Regions from separate parts of the Oryctolagus cuniculus genome. Here region 1 is linked to region 2. The links are chromatin contacts, called in public Hi-C maps. All regions are on one chromosome and are shown on one strand. Each heading gives the region's core, a stretch centred on a gene start, on an enhancer-like site or on the middle of the called end of the contact. The rest is flanking DNA. Distances are from core to core; before and after follow the strand shown.

Region 1 (5,169 bases), core at 307-2,806, 250 kb after region 2:
AAGGATTCATGTCTTCCGTTCACTTGGAGAAACAATTATTTTTCCAACTCTCAGAGACTCAGCCTGCTGGAGTGAATGGAGGACATAAAGAAGTCTTGAAGAAGCAGGAAGTAGGAAGTCTAACTCATCACTTCGGAATCACCTGAACATAAAGAGAACTTGGAGAGTAGAGTAACAAGGAAAGAACCAGGCCAGCAGGACCTCTCTGGGAGAGAAGGGGTCCATGTGCACCTGAAATCCAACCGGGAACCCTCTGCGGTGCTGTAACGCTGCCATCCAGGAAGCAAACTTTTCATTTAATTATCAGAAGTACTGGATTTTGGCTCTAAAACACTTTTTCCACTCAATGCCAGTCTTTTTTTTTGGGGGGGAGGGGGAGATTTACATTGTTTCAAAAATAGTCCTTTTCTTTCTGGAGAAGTAATTCTTACAAACCAGTTCACAAGGATTTCTCATGTGCACCAAGTTCAAACCACTGTACTCTGCAGTACTTAACCGACTGTCTGCTGCGTCTTAAGCTCTGAGCAAGCTGCAGGCACCCCTGGCCCGCCAGACTAAGACTCATTATTTTGCTTTCGGCAAAATTTAAAGATCCTCTTCCTGGCCAAAACACATCTATGGCTAAGTTCACCAGATGGCACGCCCTTTGTGCACAGGCGAACTCCTCCCTTCGGAAAACTTTCCAGTGAACCATCCTGGGCTGATTCACCCACTGCAATGTGGCTGTAGGCTACAGTTCTGTTCATTTGGTTCCTACAAAGTAATTGCAGTGGTGGGAGTTGGGCCTGGCCATTCAAACGTGCTCAGCAGGCGAACCCGGGTTCCATTCCTGGCTCCAGGAAGCCCCTGGAAGGCAGCAGTGAAGCCTCAAGTGACTGACTTTGCCTTGCACGTGGGTGAGAGACCCTATTGAGCTGACAGCTCCTGACTTCACCTGGCTTAGCCCTGGCTGTTGCTGCTGCATTTGAGGAGTGAACCAGCAGATCTCGAGCCAGCTCTCACGCTCGCGCTCCCTCGCTCTCTCCATCTCAGATAAATAAAAAAAATTAATTAAAAAAAAAAAGACTTTATCTTACAGGTTCCTGAAATCTTTCAAATGGGTCTGCTTCAAAGGAAAATTAAGAAGTGGGTAGGGTGCAGGGATCCGACCTCTACTGGGGGGTGGGGGGGCGGAAGGGGGGAGCGCAAACCCATGAGAGCACAGCACGGGCCTGCAGGACCGCGGCGCACCTGAGCCTGCTGCAGGTCCCACGCCGCGGCTAGTGCCCGCGGTGTCCCCAGCGCCTGCAGAGTCCCGGACAATCAGCTGTGCGCGGCTCCTGACCTCTCAGGGCAGCCGCAACAGCCCTGATGCACGCCGATTGCGTGTCAGGGGCTGTGCACGAGCGTTGCATGAATTAACATTTAATTCTCACACGGTAACCCCGGGAAGCAGGTGTCCCGTTCCCTTTCCACAAAGGGGGCCACTGAGGTTCCGGAGGCGCGGCTGTCAGGGAGAGCAGCGCCGGGGCTGAACCTGACCTTCTCATTCAGCCGCCCCGCACGCCGCACGCACCTTCTCTCGGGGACGACCTGCGGGGTCCCTGGAGCCTCGCTGCCAGGCGCCTGGCCGCACAGCCCGGGAAGCCCCGCTCGCGCCCTCCGGGCCGGGAGGGGCCGCCTCGCCGGCTGTGTCCGGTCCCCGCCTCCCTCCCCTCCGCGGCCGGCGGCGGGCGGGGCGCGGGTGGCCCCGGGCCGGGGCAGACCCGGCGGCGGGAAGCGGCCGCGCCCGGGCGGCACGGCGGGGCGGGGCAGGGCCGGGCGCCGCGGGAAGGGGAGGCCGCGCTGGCTGGGAGCCGCGCCGCAGCCGCCGCGCCGCAGCCGCCGCGCCGCGATGGGGCTGGAGACCGAGAAGGCAGACGTACAGCTCTTCATGGACGACGACGCCTACAGTCACCACAGTGGCGTCGACTTCGCCGACCCCGAGAAGTTCCCGGACACTGGCCCGGACCGTGATCCCCACGGGCTCAACTCGCATCTCAAGGTGAGGCCGAAACCTGGGCTGGGGGGGAGGGAAGCTTGGAGCGTTCTCCAAGTCCCAGGGTGCGGGTGCCCCTGGGTCAGCCCTGCGGGGTCCAGGGCTCTCCCCCATGCACCCCACACCAGGGCCGCCTGCGCAGCCGGGAAGTCTGCGCTAGACTCCTGCGCGTCCACCGCGACCCCAAGAGAAGGTGAGGAAGTCCGGCGCCGGCCTTCCTCGGGGGCGGCAGGTTGGGGACAGTGCGCTCCGTTCTCTACAGCTAGGCTTTGAGGATGTGATCGCCGAGCCGGTGACTACGCACTCCTTTGACAAAGTGTGGATCTGCAGCCATGCCCTCTTTGAAATCAGCAAGTACGTGCTGTACAAGTTCCTGACGGTATTCCTGGCCATCCCCCTGGCCTTCGCCGCGGGAGTTCTCTTTGCCGTCCTCAGCTGTCTACACATCTGGTGAGTTGGGGGTGCCCCGGTGGGACCGGCTTGCTGGACCTAAGGAAGGCTTTCTGCCACCTGCCCCCAGCCCTGTCGCTGGCGATTGCCAGGCGATTGCCAGGCCAGGACGCACATCAGCTCCTGAGCAGAGACAGGACTGGAGGGCCTGGAGGGGCTGCGTTATTCTGTCTAGAAAAGGAGCTTGGAAGGGGCTTTAAACGGGAGGCGGGATGGCCCTCTTTCCCCGGTGCGATTTTCCTTTGCAAGCCCAAGGCTCAGCTGAGGGAGGAGGTGGGGCATGGAAACCCTGCTTCCTGCCACAGGGCACCCTCTCCCAAGAGCTCTGTTCTGACTTGTGCCTGTGGTTCCCGGTAGGGCTCTTGATGTTGTTGACCTTTGTTCAGCCCCCATCAGTGCAGGGGCAGAGGGGCTAAACAAAAGTGATCTCTGAGCAGAAGACCACTGACAAATCGGACAGGACAATGATATCAGACCTGGTTAAGCCATGCCGCCTTCAGCCCTGCCACAGGAAAGTGGTGAGGATGGGACCAGTGGAGGTGGGAGGAGTATGCAGTTAAGGTGCTGGCCCTCAGCACCAATGAATGAAAACCCAAGCTTCAGTGTACTGAAATGACAAGGCCATCAAATTACTTACCCACAAATGGGAGTGCATCTAGTTAAGGGAAGAAATGTGGAAACCCACTTGGACATTCATAGGATGTTTTGAGTAACTTTATTCTCACTCAAAATGCATCATTTGGCCCAGTGGTTAAAGTTTCTTATATAGAGTGCCTGGGTTTGATGCCCAGCTAAAGGCTCCTGATTCTAGCTCCTGATTCCAGCTCCCTGCTAATGCAGACCCTGGGAGGCAGCAATGATGACTCAAGTAGTTGGGTCTCAGCCATCCATGTGGCCAAGACCAAAAATGAGTTTCTGGCTCTTGATTTTTTTTTTTGACAGGTAGAGTTATAGACAGTGAGAGGGAGAGAGAGAGAAAGATCTTCCTTACATTGGTTCACCCCCCAAATGGCTGCTACAGCCAGAGCTATGCCAATCTGAAACCAGGAGCCAGGTGCTTCCTCCTGGTCTCCCAAGTGGGTGCAGGGGCCCAAGCATTTGGGCCATCCTCCACTGCCCTCCTGGGCCACAGCAGAGACCTGGACTGGAAGAGGAGCAACTGGGATTAGAACCTGGCACCTATATGGGATGCCGGCGCCGCAGGTGGAGGATTAACCAAGTGAGCCACGGCGCCAGCCCCTGGCTCCTGATTTAGGCCCAGCCTCCACCATTATGAGCATTTGGGGAATGAGCCACAAAACAGTAATAGTTGTGTGCTTGCTCATTCTCTCTCTTTCTCCCTCTCAAATGATTTTTTAAGTAAACAAAAAGACTGTCTTCATTGTTTGGAGAAGAAGAATATTGAGATCATCTCCAGTAGTACACCAGCTGTCTAGCTGGTGTTCAGGCAGTCCTGGTGAAATGTGGAACCCCAGATACCTCCATGTCTTTCTTAATCACTTTATATAGTATTACTACACCCTGACACACGCTCAGTATTCAATGCTAGTAGTCCCCAAACTACTCATCATTCCTCTTTACCATCTTCACCTTAACTTCCTCAGTCAGTTAGCCAACTAGTCCATTGACCAAACAATCTATCAAATGCTTGTTTTGTGCTGAACCCTGGACTCCAGCCTAGTGAGACACAGGATCTGCCTTTCAGCTTACAGTACATCAGGGCAGCTGGCTAGGTGCAAAGATGATACCTTGCAAAAATGCAGCTCTGATGAAAAAGAGAAACAGGCAAGTATTTATAGAGGGAAAAGAATCCAGAAAGCCTTTCAAGGGTAATAACAGTTTACCAACTAAGGAAAGGATAGAAAGAGAACTAATCACTAAAGCTTGTAAACAATTAAACCATGTTGAAATTGCCACAGACTCCAGAGAAATGAAAATTTCTGCCTTTATACATGGTCAGAGGCACAAAGCACAGATGTGTAGAAATCTAATATTCTGACATTCACACGAGGATTTTCTTTAAGATGCCTAAGTCCACACTTAATGTGGGATTCCTAATGAACTAAAACCACTCATGTAACCTTTATGTCAGTTTTCTCACTTTCAGAAATGTGAAAAATGAAGTGACTACATATCATATTGTGAAATGCTGGCTACGAAGCTATTTGGAAATACAGAGTGCCACATTTGTAGTCAACAAAGCCAGGCTTTCCCAAAACCTTTGTGGAAGAACTGAAAGAGAATTTTTTTTCATTTACTAAATGATGGGAAGATATAAGTAAAACTATAGTTAACAGAATAGTGCCTCTCTCCACCTGGCTGTCCTGAGAAAGGAGATGTTTTTGTGCAGTGCTTCCATTGGTAAATAATCAACTCATTTCGTTTTTAGCCACATAAAATCTATTATTCAACTCCAGCTTGTGTTTCAAATTACATTCATGTGGGATATTAATATTTAACTATCATGCATTTGTTACCAGGTAGCTGTGATTGCAAACAGAGTAGTTTCAAACAAAAATACTTAAATGTAGTTTATCCCTGATGAAATAGGTTTATCATTAACGGATTACATTCCCATGACATCATAAGGCCAGATGGACCCATTTGAGAAAGATTTTTTTTCTTTTTAATTTTATTTTATAGTTTTTTAAGCAAGGAGATGTTTACTGTTTTATCAAGAAGTTAGTAGTAACCAAAGCTAT
Region 2 (5,771 bases), core at 2,692-5,191:
CCTATTTAATTTTTAGTCATTTATTTGTTTCCGTTCTCTTTTAATATGACTAGTATTTATTAAAAGTCATACTCTGATACTTAAGTTTTTTTTAAGGTTTATTAATTTATTTGAAAGGCAGAGAGAAAGGGAGAGATCTTCCATCCATCCACTGATTCCCCAGACAACTGCTGAGGGGCTGAGCTGGGCTGAAGCCAGGAGCATCATCCCTTGTCTCCCACATGGGTGGCAAGAGCCTAGTACTTGGACCATTCTCTGCTGCTTTTCCCAGGCCATTAGCAGGGAACTGGATCAGAAATGGAGCAGCCGGGACATGAACTGGCAGTTATATGGGATGCCAGCATCACAGGTGGGGACTTCACTGGCTACACCACAACTCTAACTCCAGTATTCAAGTTTCAGTTCTAGTGCCCTAATTTTTTCATGCCAACCTATTGTGAGAAAGTAAGCAAATGGGCAATAGCAGATTTGTTCTTCCTAATATTAGCATCCCATGAGGGTTTCCTTCCACTCAGTCTGAAGTATTTCTGTCACAGTGAGAGTAGCCATTTTCTCTGATGCACACCCAGAATAATTTGCTCTTTGGGCTTTGGTTTTTGTTTTGTGTTTACAGCTCATGTTTGCTCGGCCAAGAGTCCTTTTCTCTGCTTCATCCCCTCACACATGTGTGCACGCACGCATTGATTCCCTCTGCACTGTGCCTTCCCCAACCATGAAAAGGTATCTTTGGCAGCATGTACATATGTCTTTGTATTTAAAAAAGTAATCTAATTGTGCATACAATTTTTTTAAAAAACTTTGTCTTATTAGTTTAAAAGGCACACAAACACACAAATCTTCCGTGTGCTGGTTCTCCCCCCAAATGCACGCCAAAGTCAGGCTGAAATCAGGAGCTGGGAACTCAGTCCTGGTCTCCCAGATGGTGGCAGGGACCCAAGTACTTCAGCCATTACTTGTTGCCTCCCAGGATGTGAATTAGCATGAAGCTGGAAGCTGGAGCTGAGCAGGGACTGAAACCTGGGCACTCCAGAACAGGCTGTGGGCATCTCAATGGTGTCTTAGCCACTATGCCAAATGCCAGCCCCCAGGTGTAACATCTAAGTGCTAATCTTACAAGTATCCATCATTATAACCATCACATACTTGCTTTTTTTGCCTTCATCTTAAATGGCAACAGACCCATTTTCTACAGCATTCTGTCTATAAAGTTGAACAACTTACCTTCCCAGACCTGGTTATGTGGGAATGAACAAAACTCCTCTGCCTGTGGAGTCAGCTACTCTATAGGTCCTCCAGCCTAGCCCCATATTTCTGGAGCTGAGGGAGAATCAGGCAGTCCAAGAAATTTCATCTGAATGCAACATTCACTACTGCCCACACAAAGAATGATTGCATATACATTTGGCCATTTCCCTATATTTTCCACTACTTTGCATGGGAGATACACAGAACCACTAGGTTTGGATCTACCCTGGAATTTTTTTTTCTTTTGCATTTATTTATTTGAAAAGCAGAAGGCCAGAGAGAGACAGCTTCCATCCACTGGATCTTTCCCCAAATACCTACAACACCTGGGGCACGGCTGGGCCCCACTAAAAGCCAGAAACTCTATCTGAGTTTTCCATGTGGGTGGTGTGAAACTGTCAGTTGATGAAGTAGCTGGGACTCACACCAGACACTCGAATATGAAATGCTGGAGTCCAAAGCAGTGGCATAACCCACTGTGTCATCATACCCCTTGCTGTCCCCCCTGGGTAAATTTTTAGTTTGGTCTTGTAGTACAGGGGAATGAACTCTGGGTAAGAGATTCTCAAGATCCTTAGCCATTTTTGTTGTTAATCAGGTTTTAAGAAATGATCATTCAGGGCCTGGTGCTGTGGCACAGCGGGTTAAAACCCCAGCCTGCAGTGCCGGCATCCTATATGGGCTCCAGTTCTAGTCCTGTCTGCTCTTCTTCTGATCCAGCTCTCTGCTATGGCCTGGGAAAGTAGTGGAAGATGGCCTAAGTGCTTGGGTCCCTGTACCCGTGTGGGAAACCCAGAAGAAGCTCCTGGCTCCTTGCTTCGGATCAGCTCAACTCTGGCTGTTGCGGTCATTTGGGGAGTGAACCAACAGAATGGAAGACCTCTCTCTCTCGGACTCTACCTCTCTCTCTTTCAAATAAATAATAAAAATAAATAAAGACATGATCATTCAACAAGACAGTAAGATGGTTACTAGGTTCTTTAAGATTTATTTTTCCAATAATACTTAAGATAAACTTACTCCTTCCCCACCTGATTTTATATTCTGCATTATACCCAATTCCCAATAATAGTCTACTTGTTATAGGACCAAAATTAAATAATTCTGTTTCCAATGGGGAAAATAAAGGAAAGAATAAAGGCTTTTAATCTGGGTTCATGCAGTCTTTTCTCCAAAAGTAGATAATATATAATAACCTTGTATTCCAATTATGTCCTGTGGATCAAGTAATAGAAATTTCTTTCTTTTTATTTATTTATTTTTTTTTTTTGACAGGCAGAGTGGACAGTGAGAGAGAGAGAGAAAGGTCTTCCTTTTGCCATTGGTTCACCCTCCAATGGCCGCCGCGGCCTGCGCGCTGTGGCCGGCGCACCGCGCTGATCCGATGGCAGGAGCCAGGTGCTTATCCTGGTCTCCCATGCGGGTGCAGGGACTAAGCACTTGGGCCATCTTCCACTGCACTCCCTGGCCACAGCAGAGAGCTGGCCTGGAAGAGGGGCAACCGGGACAGAATCTGGCGCCCTGACTGGGACTAGAACCCGGTGTGCCGGCGGAGAATCCTCCGCAGGCGGAGGATTAGCCTAGTGAGCCGCGGCACTGGCCTTTATTTTTTGACGGGCAGAGTTAGACAGTGAGAGAGAGAAAGGTCTTCCTTCCATTGGTTCACCCCACAAATGGCTGCTACAGCCGGCGCACTGAGTCGATCCAAAGCCAGGAGCCAGGTGCTTCCTCCTGGTCTCCCATGCAGGTGCAAGGACCCAAACACTAGGGCCATCCTCCACTGCCTTCCTGGGCCACAGCAGAGAGCTGGATTGGAAGAGGAGCAACCAGGACAGAACCGGCACCCCGACCTGGACTAGAACCTGGAGTACTGGCACCGCAGGCGGAGGATTAGCCTAGTGAGCCATGGCGCCAGCCAATTAATAGAAATTTCTATTATTAAACCCCACTTAAGTTACATTTGTTTTTTAGAGGTACAGCTTATACTGTGTTTATTCCCAACATAGCAAGCATTTAGGAACCACATCTATGCAATTAGTGATAAATCCTCCCAATGGAAAGAACTACCTTGGAAGGAAGAAAATGCTTGATTGTAGGACCACTGATGACACTATAGAGGGTAAGAAGAGCTGTCTTCCTTCTGCCCAAGCTGCCCTCTTAGACAGTAAAAGACGAGGAAGACTCCACTTTTTCCTGTCTCCTGAGCAGCAATGAAAACTTGAGGGTAGGGGGAGCTGAATAAAGATAGAGAGAGGAGTTGTTTTCTGAGACCCAAGATAATATGTTGACACATTGTTAGTTGCTAAAGTATATTAAGGCAGTGCACTTACTATCTTAGTGAGAAACAGCTCACTGGTACAATTATGAACTCATTCCTGGAATCTACACCTACCCTGTTCATCTCTCAACAAGAGCATTTTTACCATAACTCTCAAGTAGTTATAATTTTGAGAAATCAGTAGATTTTTTTTATCCAATCCTTTGCGAAATCTGCGTTGCTCTTGAAACCAATTGGCCTTAATTTTTAAAATTTATCTTTTAGAAATGTGCAACTGAGGATTTTTTCTTTAATCAACTGTAGCTAAATAGATCCCAAATCTGACTTTGAAGTATTTCAGCCCCATTTCACCAAAGGCGAGACATTCATTATTGACTCATTCTTAAGGAATTTCCAACACATGGTGTTTAAGCTCATCCTACTTCTCCATGGTTACCAAAGAGACATCAGCACCCAAGATCAGTGCTAAGCCTTTGTCTCAGAAAGCCCTGGCATATCTCAACTTGTTTTCTGGGCATTCACTTAGTTCCTTAGCAAACCTGTGACTCCATTAATGCCTCCATACAAAAGCACTTTACTACAGTTTCTTACTAGAAGTTCTTTTCCTCTTATCAACCTCTGCTGAGTCCAGTGCTGAAAGACAACTTCAGTGACGCACTGAATGCTCACAAGTACAACAGAGACCTGCTGTGTTGGAGCACCTGGGTGTGCTATGAGCACACAACCTTTATCACATTCAACTTAACAGAATCCTTTTTTCGTTCTGTTCACCAGAGGTTTAAATAGCTTTGGCTAATTATTTTGTCCTTTCATAGAGAACAGTCGCTGTGGCTTCTATTTTATCCAACAATGTATTCTGAAACACTCAAAACAAGATGTCATTAACCTTTTATACATGTTTTGAATGGCATTTTATCCTGACATTTATGAAGGCTACTATTGATTTTTCTCCTATGATACTTCTCCCCACAATATCTTGACCTTCAGACAAATAACAAAAGCAACTTGTCCCCAATTGTCTTTCCTACAGTCAGCCATTATTCAATGCAGAGATATTAGAGTTGATTTCTCCATAAATATTGACTGATTATGCAAGATGTGGTAGTATAGTTCAGAGGAGGGCTGAGTTCAGAAGTCTACACAGACACCTTTTGGCCAAGTCCTGTTGACCTCCAATCCCCTCCCCACAGCTGCAGTTGAGTAGGATGGAGGATGGGAGTATTGGATATGAGAACAAGTTCAGGTACTGGGTGGACATCAAGAATACATTGAAGCCATCAGTAGTAACAACAGGGAAGATAGTAGAGAAAAGGGTGAACAAGGAGCTAAGGTTATCAAAGAATGTGGAGACGCATCCTGAAATTTGATAGAAGAAGGCAACTAAGGGCAGACTTGGTTGGCAAAGTTTGAGGCCCTGTATTATACTTCAAAGAGCTGTGATTGTGAGGACCCAGAAATGAATCAGTGGGGGGAACATAAATGGGGAATGAGGACACCTGTCCCAAGGACACAGGGGTGGCCTACCTGGAAGAAAAACTAACAGCCTCTATTTGAAAACCCCACAGAAACAACTAGACTTTGGAAATAATCAGATGTCAGAGTAATATACAGTGGAAAATACTAGGGAGTCTCTGCAGGGAAGGACAGGGATGAGGAGACTGACAACACCGAGTGGCTATCAGGTCTCCCAGTAAGGCTGAAAAACTCAGATGCCTGGAGGTGCAGGGCTGAAAAGCATGCTGCGGTTAGTCATGGCAGCCTTGTAGGTGAGTAACCAGGAATGCTTTTGGCTGAAAATAACTGAAAACATAGTTATGACTGGCTTAAAGACAAGATGTAGGCTGATCCAAATGTGGCTCTGAACAAGCTCATTTTAATCCTCTTGTTCGGCTCCCTTCCATGTTTCACCTTCCATTGAATGGTTTGTCCCTTTATTCAAGCACCATGAAGTATGAAGTATGAAGACATCCAAAAGAATAAAGGAGAAAAGAAGCCACAGGGTGTTGTCCTCTCTAGACAGGAAGAACACTTTTCCCAGGAGTCCCCAGCAGAGTTAGCTACCCTTCCATCTCTGGCTAGAACAGGTCACATAGTCATGCTCACCAAAGGCAAAGGGACCCTGAGTTGCTATGGTTGATATAGCTGATCCCATTTCATACCCCAAGGGGAAGACACATGGGCAATCTGAACAAAACTAATTTTCTGTCAAAAGAAAAGGGGAAATGGCTGTTGAGTTGGCACACAACAG

Evidence for each region. A called contact is a pair of places that touch in the nucleus more often than the background predicts.
Region 1: a Hi-C map of embryonic fibroblasts shows a contact between it and region 2, with 2.9 times the contacts expected there. The contact joins the promoter of CAV2 here to the enhancer-like site in region 2. A contact is called at or near these places in 2 of 6 Hi-C or Micro-C datasets (embryonic fibroblasts and skin fibroblasts).

What each region holds. Positions count from the first base shown.
Region 1 is chr3:151,945,777-151,950,945 of mOryCun1.1, forward strand. CAV2 (caveolin 2) reads left to right here and starts at 1,557. Exons shown (of 3, transcript NM_001171022.1): 1 at 1,557-2,023; 2 at 2,280-2,467. The coding sequence starts at 1,874.
Region 2 is chr3:151,694,895-151,700,665 of mOryCun1.1, forward strand. No RefSeq gene overlaps it. Among named protein-coding and RNA genes, the nearest start is that of TES, 46 kb to the left of the region's middle. Within about 2 kb of position 3,942, at least 2 of the 8 cell types and tissues checked have an H3K27ac peak or open chromatin away from gene starts, as enhancers often do.